2 separate regions of the Anas platyrhynchos genome follow, and region 2 is linked to region 1. The links are chromatin contacts, called in public Hi-C maps. All regions are on one chromosome and are shown on one strand. The core of a region is the stretch at or near the end of the contact, and the rest is flanking DNA. Distances in the headings are between cores, read along the strand shown. Region 1 overlaps BTRC (beta-transducin repeat containing E3 ubiquitin protein ligase). Region 2 has its middle 30 kb from the start of BTRC.

The links. A called contact is a pair of places that touch in the nucleus more often than the background predicts.
Region 2: a contact with region 1 is called in a Hi-C map of subcutaneous adipose tissue, with 1.7 times the contacts expected there. The contact joins two enhancer-like sites. A contact is called at or near these places in 3 of 8 Hi-C or Micro-C datasets (liver, skeletal muscle and subcutaneous adipose tissue).

Annotation. Positions count from the first base shown.
Region 1 is chr6:27,517,053-27,523,950 of IASCAAS_PekinDuck_T2T, reverse strand. BTRC (beta-transducin repeat containing E3 ubiquitin protein ligase) reads left to right here. Exons shown (of 15, transcript XR_005266581.2): 2 at 919-1,023; 3 at 3,720-3,827. Among named protein-coding and RNA genes, the nearest start is that of BTRC, 28 kb to the left of the region's middle. Within about 2 kb of position 4,985, at least 3 of the 8 cell types and tissues checked have an H3K27ac peak or open chromatin away from gene starts, as enhancers often do. A contact at or near this core is called in subcutaneous adipose tissue, where this site is marked.
Region 2 is chr6:27,573,860-27,581,594 of IASCAAS_PekinDuck_T2T, reverse strand. No RefSeq gene overlaps it. Among named protein-coding and RNA genes, the nearest start is that of BTRC, 30 kb to the right of the region's middle. Within about 2 kb of position 5,119, at least 2 of the 8 cell types and tissues checked have an H3K27ac peak or open chromatin away from gene starts, as enhancers often do. A contact at or near this core is called in subcutaneous adipose tissue, where this site is marked.

The sequences.
Region 1 (6,898 bases), core at 3,736-6,235:
GTTGTTGTTTACAGTGAGTTCAGTACAGTGCATTTGTATTTTCACACCTTCTGTGCACTATAGTTGGAAAGTGGCATTTCAACAACTTCAGTTTTTTTTTTCTCCTCATGTAGAACCAGTTAGTTTTGGAGGAGAAGGTGATACATTTCTGACCTGTAACATAATTTCCTAAAACTGTGTTAGTTACCTGTAGTATATTGTATTTGCCGAAGGACCAGAAGAGAACAAATTTGATCAAAAAGCAGCCTGAAATTGCAGCGTATAATCCTGTAACGCAATAGGAAATAAAGTAAATAACCAATTTTTAGCAGTGGCAAAAGTTTAGCCAATGGATGTGTACCCAGATTTGTCTTTAGGACATCAAATAATTGGAATAGAGGGTAGGCTATTAGTGGCAAAACATCTGATGTAGTCCAAAATGTTCTTGCAGTAGAGTTACAAGAAGAGTTGGGTGGGTTAAAATACGGCTTCCCTTCAGCTGGGTGTCACTGCCCACTCAGCTCAGCCTGTTTGAATCCAAAGCAAGGCGAGCCCATTTAATCACTGGTGGAGCAGCTGGTACCAGCCCCTGTCAGGAGGATGCTGAACTTGCTTCCAACTCTGTTCTCTGCGTTTCTGCAGTGGGAAAACATATTTCAGAGTTCAGGGAACAGAGTTCACAGTGAAAGAAATGTGTATTTCATCAAATAATTCCTTATCTAATGCTACTTCTTGTCTCCTAAAGATGCTTAGCTGTTATAAATTAAAAGCTTTGCACCACCGGGTCAGGAAGGCGCGCAGACACCCGCAGCCTTAATGCAATTGGGAGAAAGGAAGGCGGAGAGGCTGCTGCACCCCGGCCCAGTACTTAGCAAGCAGTATCCGCGTTCCCATTTGGCCGTGGTCCAACCTCGGTGCCTCTGTATCTTTGTTTTGAAGAATCGATGCGGATTGACTGGGAGTTCAGGAGAGGATTTTGTCAGTCAGCTTTCAAGCAGAGAACGCAGAGGCCGGTCCCTCGTTTGTGGAGCTGACAGTACAAAAGTGAGCATTTGACACGTGGCTTGCTCGGTGGCTGGGGACAGAGGCTGTTGAGATTTTCCGAGATCAGGCTGTAAATGAAGTTGTTCTGTTGGGTCACTCATCTGATTTACACACAAGCTGTTTCTATTGAAGCACCTGGGGCCTTTTGTTCATGCTTGTGAATAAGCCTCTTTCAGTCAGCAGCAGTAATTTAGAGTCTCTGCTTCCTTCAATAGGTAACAGGCAAGTACAGCAATGACATTTTCTCCTAGTGTGTGTGCAACTTCACACTTTTTGTTTTTTTAAGCTGGGTAACAGAAGTGTATCAGTAATGTGAATTTTGGTACATACCGGAGCAGATTCAGAAGTCATCTGAGGTGTTGGTAATTGTTTACTGTGTACTTCCTAGTTCTGGAATAACACTAAGCAGCGAGGGCACATGAGTGAGTACCAGTGTCCACTGTAGGTGCAGGGAGTTTGGCAGAAAACACCCTCAATGTTCTCCTTTCTGGTGGCTATTGTAGAGGAACATAGCATTGTAATTGCCCTGGCACAATGGAGACCCCAAGCTGCTGCTTGTAGTGCCTCCGTCCGACTCTCACATGAGAGATCCATCTCTCACATCAACTTTGAGGTAACATGAGCGAGCATTGCTGCTCATAGAGTGGTTCTCCTTTTTCCTGCTTCTCTTTCTGTGCTTTGCTCAGTGCATGTATTTAAAATGACCTCTTTTATTTTGCCAAACCTGCTTCATTGGCAATGAGGTCTTCATCTAGTTCATCATTGCAGGATGAAAGATTGAGTGAGCCCAAGGAATGGGACAGCCAGGGAAGAGGAACTAAGGCTGGGGCAAGACTTTGCTAACAAGTCTTCATGCACACAAGAAAACATAGGATAGTTATTGTTTCTTTTTTTTTTTTTCATTTTATTTGTATCATGTCCTGAATCTTAGGATGGCTAATGGTAAACAGCTGATGCTTACCGAGTAAATTTGCTTTATGTCATCAGGGATACCACATTGCCCTTAATCTCCTTTGTCACTGTGATATTCTTGGAGAGTGTTGACAGCCAGCTTTGATTGAAGTAAATATCAAATTGGATAAAAAGTAAACTGTAGATGTACAGGGTTGTGTTTTTTTTTTTTTTTTAAGGCATACCATTACAACAGCTTTGCTAGCTGGAGCCATACACATGACATTGCAAAGAAAAGATTGCTGGCATTTGGAAGGTGTTTGTATGTGGGAGTGAGTGTCTCCTGGAAGGCTAGGGTGGCAGACAGGGAAGCCTGGCTCAGTTCTGGTGCCTGTTACAATACTGTGGCTCTGAGTTTTTGTCTTCAGGAAGGGCATTATCTCACGTGAGGATTAATACTACAAAGTACTCATGTTCTTGAGTTCCCAAGTATTTGTAAGACAAAGAGGTTTTAAGAGAGAAAATGAGGTGGGCAATTTATTTTGAGGTACCTTAAACTTCCAGAAAGCACACTTGTATAGGTTCTGTACCCCAGTAATCTTTTAATACTATTTCTGGAACAGCAGCATAAATTATGACAGAATAAACCAAAGAATGTGGTGATAGACAGGGTTAATCTCTCTGTAGCTGTTTACGCACTGCCAAATTATGAATGTTGACCATCATCTTTCTGCTCAGAGATGGGTTTTGTTGCTCCTACGTGGTAATCTAGGGCAAGATTTTCCAACCCTCTTACGAGCAGCAAGAAATGGTGGCTCAAAAGGCAGCTGTCATTTCATACCCATTCCAGCTGCCCTTTCCACTCAGATTTCTCCCCTTTTTAAGGGGGATGGGAAGAAAAAAAAGCCTGGAGGGTTGCAAAAAGGAAGAGTGCAAGGGTTTGAAATCTCTAGCATCTCATCTGTCACATCCTCCAGTTTTCATAGCTAGCTGCCCATTTACAATGTACTTGTTTTTCCCTGCCTTACCGGTAATTAGACAAATGCAGCAGTGCTTATGGCATCAAAAATTCTCTGGCTGGTAAAAGCAATAGCTGTCATAATGCATCCCTAGATTTAGCAGTAGCGATTTAAAATGAACAAGCAACTCCCTGTATTTCAGGAAGTAATGGCTTTAACTCTACAAAATGGTTAGTATTTTCCTTGACCGGCTGCTTTGGCTTTTTTTTTTTTTTGTATTTGTGCTTTCAATGATCAGAATTTTTGTTGTAATAATCGTATTTTATTTCATGAATAACAAGGCAAGCAGAAACACAAAATCCTATAAAGTGTCACCAAGTTCCTGTTCACCTTGACCTGCAGGTTTTTCCTTCTAAACCCCAATGTACAAAAAGCCTGTTCTTTCCCTGCCAGTATTCCATTTAAAGTTGTCATTTGCTTTTCTGCTTCCCTTGCAGAATTGCTTGCTTTGTGCTGTTTTGTGCCTGGAATGTGCTATGCATGGGGAAGAGGTCTGTTTAATTGGAAGGGAACTTCTTTTTAGTGAAAAAACTCGTGCATTGGTGTAGAAAGCTGATCAAAAAATTACTTTCCTGATCCATGATGCCTTTTTCTTGCTACTCTGACATCTGTAAAGCCTTCTCGAAAGGGAAGTGTCACCAGCAGTTTGTGTTCTCTTAAAGATGTCTCAGTCTTTAAGGCCAGTTGCAGTCGTGTTGATGCCATTTGGCTAAGCCTTGAAAGTTCCTGTAATCTGTGCCATCCTGTCTCATACAGTCCCATCTCATAGTTGTCCTTTCTCTGCAGTGCTCTATGCCCAGATCTCTGTGGCTGGGCTGCTCCAGCCTGGCGGACAGCATGCCCTCGCTGCGATGCCTGTATAACCCAGGGACTGGCGCACTCCCAGCTTTCCAGGTACTTTCTGTCTCTCCACGCTCCTTCTTTTTCTCTCCACCCATGTATGTGTGCATCTGCTTCTTTACTTCGTTTGCTTTACCTTCATTTATCCTGCTCCATACTGTATGCCTCTCCTTTGTCATTCAGAGCTCCTCTGGTATTTAAACCCATCTTGCGTAGATTCAGGGTGGCTCAGTACTGGGGCATTTCCATTTCTTTGATTTAATACAATTATTTTGTCTAAATTGGCTTGGTACCATCATCTTTTTCCATTGGCTTTCAGTTGTGTCAAAAATACAGCACTTAATTATATTTGGCAAACAGTACCCATCACACAGTCTCCAATCTGGCTGTTCATCCAGTGATTCCCTTCCTATCGAAATTTTCTGTGTGCCATTTGGAGGACTGAGGGGGTGGGTTCATTGCCACAGTGATAACTGATGCCAGCGTTTGTTTCCTTCAAGTTTGTTAGCAATAGTCTGGACACTTTGATTATAGAAAATTTTGGTACGAGTCAGCTGTCAGTCAAATGACAAGTAAAGGAACCTGGTTTTCTTTGGTTTCTGAATTTGTTAGGCCAGCTTTTCTCAGCCACGAGACAGCTTTTTGCTGGACAGGGTTTGTTCAGATGCTTTAGGTGACCAGTGACTCTTACAAAATTGAGTTACTCTCCTGTGGGTGAAGCAGCTGGTAGCTTAGTGTCTAGAAATCTAAAGCTCAAGATCATTGCAAGCATTTTATGCTGGCAAGCGGGTACAAAAAGGAGAGCAGAGGAGGCTGGACTGCAGAGATCTGTTCTTGTCAGATGCTCTCTCTGGGTGATTGTGTGTGAACTGCAGTGATTGGGGGACCTTAGAAGTATTTCTGGAGAGTGCGCTCATTCGAGTTCCTGGTAGCATGAATGTTTATTTCTAGGTTTGTGCTGCTGGATTTGTTGACCGAACCTGTGGCAGAGAGTTTTATTCACCAGCATCTTGCAAAACCAGGCATAATGAATAGGCTAGAATCGTCCTGAAAAATTCTGAATCATTCTGTTGGGAGTTCGTTACCTGCTTCTAAAGGATGGCGTGCAAAGATCATTTTGAATTTGGCTGCCTGCTTCCAGGACTAGGAGAGTACAGTGGAAATAATCGTCTCAGTCTCAGGGGAGGCTTAAGTGTATTACATCATTTTGCTGCAACTCTTTTTGCTGACCCAGCACCAGCACTGATGGACTCTGGAAGGTGTCCTGCCAGGCCTCCTCTGCTAAAGCAGCAAGCTTTTAGTGGAGCTTTCCATGGGGGAGGGGGAAGAAGACTTTTTATTAGTCTAAGAGGACTCTGGAGACAACAGGCAGAATTTAGAATCCTACTTTTAATCCTGATTTGCATAATTTGACTAAATCGGATGAGCCTTATTTTTTGGGCTTTCTGCTGTTGAATAAATCTCGGATCTCTTTAAGCTCAGGTTTTAGAGAACCTTAGCAGTATATTGAAAGTAATTTATAAACTCAAATTGTGACTTCTTTCTACTTGAATTATTTTTGATTACTCACATTAAATGTATATTACAAAAGGGAAGGGGAACTTTCCTCTTTTAGCTCAAGATGTTCTCGATAATGGTAGCTATGTACAGTAACTTTTCTGCTAATATGCTGCGTTGATATTTGGGGTCAAATGAGTCAGAAGCTGAACCATTTACCATGTATTGCCTTCTTGGAAGTGGATCAGGACTTTGACGTTTGCATTCCTGCAGATTTAGCAAAACATTTCCATGGGTATTTAGTGACTATGGGAATTGGGGAAGGCTGCCTCACTTGCCATCTAAAATGGTATACCAGTAGTCTGCATAGCACTGACTCTGCCGAGGAATTCATTTAGTGCCTATTGAGAAACTAAATGCCAGTAACAGCTTCTGCAGCAATGAGTCATCCATATTTCAGCCCATTTTTTTTCAATGGGCTTTGATCCCCATTAGCTTGCATGGTCTGCAGAAAACTCCCCTCCAGGAGGCATGGCTTCTGCATTTTCCAGTGCAGTAGTCTAAATGGGAGTGGTTTGAAGCCTGCTTGAAGCTGTGATATTGAAATATTTCATCGTTCTGTAATGCTTTCTTTGGTATTGAATCTTCAGGAAAGCATTAAAGACTTCTTTGTACCCCAGCAAATTTTCCTCATATTAAGTTATTTTATTTTTTTCGCTAGCAAGCTTGAAGTAACTGGAGAAGCATATCAATGTTCTTTGCTTGTGGCAAAAGAGAAGGTGCCATCTGGAAGGCTACTTAGTCACTGCTGAATTTGTCTAGTTATTTACATGCTTACCTTCAGATGCTCAGACAGAAATGTGGAAACAGGCTCTTTTTGAATAGCTCAGTTAAAGCCCTGCTGACTCCTCATGGGAAACATTGGCAGATAGTCGATTTAGAGATGATTCTGTTAATATGTCAGATAACTTCATTTTTCTTCTTTGTGTGTTTTTATTATCGGAGACACTTCTGTGAAAACAGGATCTTCTGGTTCCTTAGCTCCATTTGGCAATCCTCGCACAGTGGGAAAGGTTTTAAGGCTAAACCCAGGAATGGGGGATTAAGGAGCTAGAAACAGTTGTTTTTTTAAACATCTTTTATCTCAGGGTTTGGCAACCGATAGTCTGTTGTGTAACTGAATTTCATAGAGATCATGGTGAAAGAAGGCAGCAAATTGGAACATGAACTCTGATAAGGCTTTGTGGGAGGGGGTTAAAAAGGGTGCTTAAAAAAAAGAGAAAAAGGCCAGCCATTTCATTTTCGGTGTCTTGGATGCTGTACTGTCACTCTGCAAAACAACTGAAAGCTAGGTTGCAAGTAGATTCTCCAAATAATAAAAAATAAACTTATGCAGAGTATATTTTTCCTAGAAATCCATGTTTCTGAAGTTTCCAGATGTGCCAACAGGTGCCTGTTTTCATGACATTTTTCATTTGAAGATAATTACTTTCCCCCTTTTAAAATATTTTCCATGCATGCTTACGGGGCTCAGCTTATGTTATTTTTCATAGTCACAGTTCTTTGAAAATTCTGATTTACAGTTACACCCATCAACGATGCCAAGAAAATGATTGCATTAAACCTTT
Region 2 (7,735 bases), core at 3,870-6,369, 58 kb before region 1:
GGGTTGCTTTGTGGCCATGCCTTGCATGAGCTAGGAGAGAGGGAAGGGAAAGCATCAGCAATGACTGTACAGCACCAGCCATGCAGACAAATCTGGAGAGGGAGAGGGGCACCAGCAGATCTTGGTGGAGTTGAGCATCTTTGCAGGGTTGGTACTGCAACCTGAATGATCCTTTGCAGTTAACATGTGCCCTGACAGTCTGTGGAAGACACATTAATTAAGCCCAGTCATTTATGAAGATTCCCATGATGAATGCAGTGTTGATAGAGCAGTTCATTGGTGTCTTCAGCCAGAATGTGACTGCCCTCAGGGACAGATAGTGGAACTGATTGCCTGCAACCCCATGCTCTTGGGTGGCCTGTGCATGTCTGGCCTATTTAATCCATCTCTTTACCATCCCTTCACCACAGCACAGAAGTAGGGAACTCACAGTGCTCTAACAGAGGAGGAAGCAATGGCAAACAGCATCTTGTGGTGTAAACTCTTAAAAAGATGTCCCTATTAAAAACTTTGTCCTCAGTGAAGTCCATTGGGCAGTGGGAGGTTCATTGTTTGTCTGATCTACATGTATCTTCCCGGGCACCTGAGGAGTGGCTGCCCAAACAGCCAGGAACAGGTATCTCTGCTTTGATGCAGGTGAGGTTTGGTCCCTCAGCTTGGCCTCAGATGCTGTGACACTGGAAGAGGGATGAGCCTACAACATACAATTGTCATCAACAGCTTTTAGCCTTCAGTCTGTGGGATCCCAAGAAGTCCCATAAAAAGTGCAAAGGAAAAGCCAGTGGAGCTGCAAGTGATCAAAATTCACATTGGCCCTGTCAAGTTTTCCTTTACTATTTCCTCTGAAATTAGAGCAGTGACATTTTGGGGGAGCAGAGGGAGGTGAGAAGGCAGTTCCCACTGGGGATGTGCTTGATACTGAGACCCTCCCTGCATTCAGCAGAGTACAGATAATAGATTCGCACAGATTTCCTCTTAGTGCTGTTCATTCCCTCAGGCCCTTTGGCAGAGTGTCCCCAGTCCCCGGATGGCACGGTCTGTCCTAGCCGAATGGTTCAACAGAGGGAACATGGAGTGAGAAATGTGAGGCTGGAGGGACCCTGATAGATGGTCTTGCAAGACAGCTCTCCCCAAACCCTCCCAACAGATGGGTGCCCAACCTGCTTGTAAATACTGCCAGTGAAAGAGACTCCATCCCTTCCCGACAGCTTGCTCCTGGGTTTGTGTGTGCTTAGAGTTGAAGGAGGTTCCTAACATCCAACTTAAATAATCTCTGCTGCAAATGGAATCTCGCTTCCCTTGTCCTGTCCTCACGCTGAATATGGAGAGCGATCCATCTGTGTCCTTGTATAAAAAACTTATATGCTGAAATATTTTTGCTTGCTACCTTCTGGTCCTTTCTTTTCTGGGGCAAAATAAATGCAATTCCTTCAATTTTCCTTCCAAGGTCAGATTTTCAAAGTGTTTATCTCTGTTGCAGCATGATGCCAAGAACAGCACACAGCTCTCTGGATGCCCTACCTGCTGTGAGCAAGGTGGAATAGTCAGCCCTGGAGTGCAGTTCTGGTTTTCCCTCAAAAGTGGATCTAGCATGACATGATGAGAAAAAGGAAGGGGCTACAAGGATGGTCAAAGGGATAACATGGCATCTGTACCATGTTATCCATGCTGAGCTGAGACCCTTCAGCAAGTGAAAGACCAGAGGCAGGCTGGGTGATAGAGGTGAGTATTATTGAACTGGTAAATAAGGAATGACAGTTTGCTCTTTCTTTCAATACAAGAACCAAAGCTGCCAAATAAAAGCAGCAGGAGAACGAATGGAAAGAGGAATTCTTTGCACTGTGTGCAGCTAACCTGTGGGACTCCTCGCCTTGGGGTATGTGGATGGTAGCTGCTTAAAGGGGTTCAAAAGGGAACTAAAAAAATTGCATGGGAAAAAAAAAAAAAAAAAAAAGAGCTGCTATTACATACAAAGCCACAACATTTGGCTTAGGAAATTTCTGATCAAAGATCACTGAAGACTGGGGAACTGTTCCGAAGAAACACCAGGGCACACTGACCCTCTTCTTATTCTTTAATGGGCCCTGGTTAGTAGCTGGTTTATTTCTACAGCAGCTCCTCACAGGGAGCAGTGCGGACTGCTCATTACACTGCTCAACCAGTAGAAGCAGGAGCTGGTGGGACTCGGTGCAGGGCAGCTGCGACGAGTATAAGTTATTTGCTCTGTCCTCCAGCCCCGTGTGTGTCCAGTGGTCTCTCTGGCCCCTTCCCCAGCAGAGATGATGGACAATGTGCTGAGGCAGGGCACAGGCTGTCTCCAGGTCACCCAGCTACCCACATCTCCACTTCTGGGTGCTCCAAAAACGCTGAGGGTGATATTTCCTGCAGTAGTAGGTGTGTAGCCGCTCTTTTGAAGGCTGCTGGTATTGTCAGAGAGGAGAAGGCCCTTCCAGATATCAAAAAAAAAAGTCCCCAGCACATGGACCGAGAGGAAGGGTGGGCACAGACATTGTATTTATTTTTACAATCTTTTCCCACCTCCCCCTCCGAGGCATCTTGGAATCCAAGACTGACACCTGCCAGGATGTGAGATGTCCAGACAAAATCAAAATGATCCTCCCCAAAGCTGGAGCGGAGAGGAACCGGCTTCAGCCCCTGCAGAGATCAAAGGGCCAGCTGGGCCTGGGGTTGCCAGGCTGGGCGATTCCCAGGTGCGGGGGACCGGCGAGGTGTCAGTCACGTCCCCCTGCACATGCTCCTGCAGACGCTTGGCATATGACTTTGGGGCAGCTGGTGGCAGCTAAAGCTTGGCCTGCACACCCCCTTCCTTGAGAAGCATGACGGAAGGGATTAAGTGGCTTGTAAGGTGACACGGGGTTGATCAGCGCGCAGTGCTGCGGTGGGAGGGGAGATGCTGAAGTGGCTTTCCATCTCTGTCCTTGGTCTCCTGTCCCCGCTGGAGCTGGAGGAACAGCAGCTCCTGGGCCTTTCGGGACTCACCTCCATGTCCTTCTCCCTCAGGGAGGGCAGGATTGGTCCCTCCAGCCTCTTTTCTGCGTCCCAAGCAGTGATGTTCCTAGTGGGACCCCTCCAAGCGCTGGAGGTGCAGAAGATACACGGGTGCAAGCAGACATTTTTCAAACACGGGTGTGTCCATTTGGTGAAGATTGAAGTCTGGGCTGATTCTGCTTCAGGGACACAGAGGAGCCTGGTTTATCCCATCCAGCTCAGCTCACACAAGCAGCTTAATCCTTGCACACCCCAGCACCAGGGAAAAAGCTTCCAGGGGCCTGAGGACAGCCCTGGCCCAGGAAGAGAAATTTGGGAGTGTGTCCCTATCCCAAGTGTGTGAGCATCACTGGTTTGGTCACCCTAACAGCCCCAGGGAGCAGGATTAGCAGCTCCCCTGGTATCTCTGTATTTCCACGTGCTCTGCCAGCCCTGTTCCTCCTCTGCAGCCTCCCCACCCTCCGGCAACACCCAGACTTTCTGTAACACAGACTCCTCTCATAGGGAGGCACCAGAGGGCAGGGAATAAGGATTCTGCATGTGGCTGTCAGAAGCATGGATGATCTTTTCTCACCCCATTCCCTGTCCTGTGTCATCATCTCTTTCCTAGCTGGAGCGCAGATGCATTTATGGGATTAGTTCATGACTGGTCGGGGTTGAGGATGGCCAGATTTTTTCCATCTAATTAATTCTCATCCCTGCAGCCCCTTTGGACCCCACTGAGGTCAGGCACTCTGCATCTAATGAGCGAATCTTCACTAGCCCTGCAGAGTTTTATATGCAGATGAAAAATAGTGCGTGTTGCTTGTCCTTTTTTTTTTTTTTTGTCTGGTATTCTCTGCTGGCGCAGGGGCAGCTGCTGAGCTTTTGTTTCCCAGCAAAGACGACAGCACACATCAAGATGCAGGGGATGTCAGGTTGAGTGGTGGAGCAAGGTGTGAGGCTGCTGGCATGGGGACCATCTCCCATTGTCCCTGTGAACTTTGTTTGCTAATAAATCCTTCTAGTACCTCTCCTAATCCAGGGTGCTGTGCACCAGGCAGTAGGTCTCAAAAAGCAGGGGAAATGCTTGGTACCATGAACAACAGATGCCCAGACTCACTGCAAGGCAGGAGACAAGGCCGTATATGTAATCCTTGAGGTGTGACAGCTTGGCACTGCCCTGTCACAGAGGTTTCCCTTCGTTGCTGGAACCCACCGGTGGAGGCTTAAGCCAATAATTAATGACTGGCATTGCTAGTGGAAAAAAAGCACCTCTAAGTGGCATCTCTAGTGGAAAATCTGGCATGTTTAGTGGAAAAAAAATAAAATCCAGGCCAGTTTGCCTAGAGAAGAAAGCTCAGAGAGCACTGCTCTGCCTAAATATGTATCTATCTCCATCAAGGTCCCACAGCGGTCGCATCGCTGTCCTGCCAGAGGTGATGGAGGAGCAGAAGGAGCGGGTGCAATACAGAGCTGACAACATTAGAGGGAGCTTTGGGAAGGGGTCTGAGAAGAGTCGGAAACAATAACTAGATGTAAATTACATTTTGTGAGTTTGTTTAAATAAGGGACCCGGTTTAATCCCATAGACTGTTTGCTTAGTGTACAGCTGAAAATTAGCATCAACAATTTTATGCACACTAATAAATTTAAGCCATTACTCTCTCCATCTGCAGCTTCATTCATATAGTTTAAGAATCAAAGCGATTTCCCTGTAAATTTCTAAGGCTCGGTAATTTACTCCAAAGAATGTAAATAGAAAGTGCCTGAAGGCCCAGGGAGACGGTCTTATAAGCCCTCCCTCTCTCTCCTCCTCCTCTTCCCACTTGTCTCAGGCGAAGGCGATGTGAGATGCCCGGATTGGGGAGCAAATGTGGATGTCGGGCTGCAGCCCCTGTCTGCCCACTGGTGACAATCTGGGCTGGCCGTGGCGAGGGCAGTGGAGGAAGGCAGACCTGCAGCGGGGACACTGGCAGCCCTCCTGGCATGGGGACAGCGCCGTGCTCCGGGGCGGCTGCGAGGAAATCAATCATCTTTTATTGTTCTTCGCTCCTCCGGTCAGGGTGGAACATTCCTCCTAAAGAGAAACTTGTTATCCTCCCCGGCGGCGTCCCAGCCGAATTCCTGGCATCGGCGGCTATAAATACCCTGGTACATGAGAAGGGCGCGTGGGCAAGGCTCCCAGGGCTGGCTGGCAGTGGGGTCCACGCTGAGCACACACCAACCCACTGCTTCCCAGTTAAACTGCTGTGAGAGCTTTCCAGACGGCTGGAGAGGTGCTCTCCCCTTTCCGAGCTTAAAAACCAAGGCAAAAGAGGCAAAATACTGCAAGGAAACCAGCCGGCCGGGTGCTCTCACTCCAGGGCTTTAGGCTCAGCCCATCCAGCTGGGGCAGGGGCGAAGTTGGGATAAAGATCTGTATCTTAATAAGTTTTACAGTCTGAAGCCTTGAAACATGTTTGGAATTAAGATCAGAAAGTCTCTCTCTCTCTCTCTCTCTCTTTTTTTTTTTTTTTTTTTTTTTGAGGAGTACAGAAGTGCCCTGTCTCAGGACAAGGACAAAACCTCCAAAAGTCACAGGAGCTCCTTTCCCAGAAATCTGGATGAGTATTTTTGTATGTGCCACTTTGAATCACTTGGTTTCAGTTTTCATCCTTTCATCGAATTTTATAATTTGAAAGAAAAAGCTCATCTTATGCAGAAAACGGCCACTTTTTTCATTTTATAGTATTTTAATTGTTTCAGAATGTTTACACTTTTTATAAAATAGGGAATATGTCTAAACCAGTCCACCGAACAATTTAACTTCAGCAAATTTGGAGACAAAATTAAAAAAGCACATTCTATCTTAGGTAAAATAGAATTATAATCTTTTTTTTTTTTACAGTCAAAAAATTTGAGGATTATGCAAGGGCTCTGCAACAGAGCAAAGGGGTGTCAGGAAGAGGCTAGGGGGTGAGAGGCTAAAATGCAATGAATGCTGCACAAAGATATAGCAAGAAACAGCTTTCTAGGAATAAATCCATGCTAATAAATGAGAAACATTTGGCTACATAGGAACTGAAGCTCTGGGATTTGGACTGGCATTGCGACTACTGTTTTTAAATACTTATACAGCATCAAGCACAATAAAGGGCTGGTCAGAGCTCTGCCAGGCACAGAAGTTTGCAAAATCCAGAGGGGAGAAGGAAGCCTGAGAGTTCCAGATGTGCAACACTTAATTAGAAATGTCCATCTCGTTCCCTCCCTCCTTTCACCACTTTCAAAATGCCTGCAAAGGAAAGTCCTCAAGGAACACTCACTTCAGATCAGATTAATTAATTTCATTTTCATTTCAAGGTTTAACAGTATCATACTTTTTTAACGTTAAAATAGAAAGTCATATCCACACACCAAGCAGAGTTATTTCTGAAAATACAGAAGTGGAGTCATTGAACACTGACCAAGCTTTTCCTCTGGATTTTCTCCCAAACTGTAATCCTGGTAAAATCAGGCAAATCTTTCCAATGTCAGAAGAATTGTCCATTTTGCTGTCCAGCAGGAATGTCTTTAGCCATTCAAGGCCACAGAGACCACCCACGCTAGAGATTAGACCTTGGTTGTTGGATTTCTGTGCCACTTTCCTCGCTGCCACCTTCACGTACAGCCTGCGGCTAATCCTACAAACATACTTTACGTCTCTGGGCAATAAATCGCAAGCGCTGGCAAACAAAGCAAATGTTGGGGTGATGTGAACACCTCTGTCAAAGTCTAAATTTGATGCATCCTCTGTTTTTCCAGCACCTCATTTTCCCTGCCTGTGTACCAGTTAATAGAGTTGTTACCCTGTTAGTTTAAAGGGCCGTTCGAATCCTATTATAATATTAAATTATCTGGCGTTGTGCTGCTGGCAAGAGCCAGCACGGAGGGCTGTGCGTTAGCTTGACAGATAAGCTGTCATTCTCTTAAGTTCGCTACATTTAAAAGCCAACCTCTTTGTTAGATCAGAGGGCAGCAGTGGGTGAAGCAACCGTAGAGGGGACGTTCCTCCTCTCCTGAGGACATCGCTGTGCTTCGTCAGGGGACACTGACCAGCTCTGCAGCCTTCTGGCAGACAGCTTTGGGAGCGTGTCCTCCTCCAGCCTCATTTCAGCCGGTGCTTCCCTTGCCTTCTGCTGCTCTGCCTTTCTCCGAGCTCAGGATGTTGCCTGGGCCTCTTAGAAAAGCCAAGGTGGGGAGCGGGGAGGGTCTGAAGGGGAAGCACAAGATGCCACAGCCCCTCCACAAAGCCAGAGGAGGGACCCTCCTCGTGACAGCACCCAAGTGACACCTCTTGTGTGGGACAGACCCTACCTTGTGCACCTGGATCCTATTTCCCTACTGAGGTTCTCCAGGCTTTAGGTTGTCCCTAGAAAAGCTCCTGGAAGTGCCTTTTGCTCAGGGTGACTTCTGCAGGGACGTCTGTCCTAGGGGAAAGGGGGAGACACGGCATCTATCCCCACTCCCAGCAAGGCAGCAGGGGAGGCATGGGGATGGGGACGGTCTGAATCCGGCCCAGATGTGCTCCCACCTGGCGGCAGAAGCAAAGCAGCTGCACTGCCTCCGTGCGGGATGTTCCTACCACTTCTGGGGAGAGGACGCTGAATGAGCTCGGCTTGTTTAGCCCAGCATGACACCCGCTGAGAGGGGATCTGATTGCCGCCCATAAATACGTCAACGGGGTTAACAGCAGGGAAGAGCCGCTGAAGCTAAAAGAGGACATTGG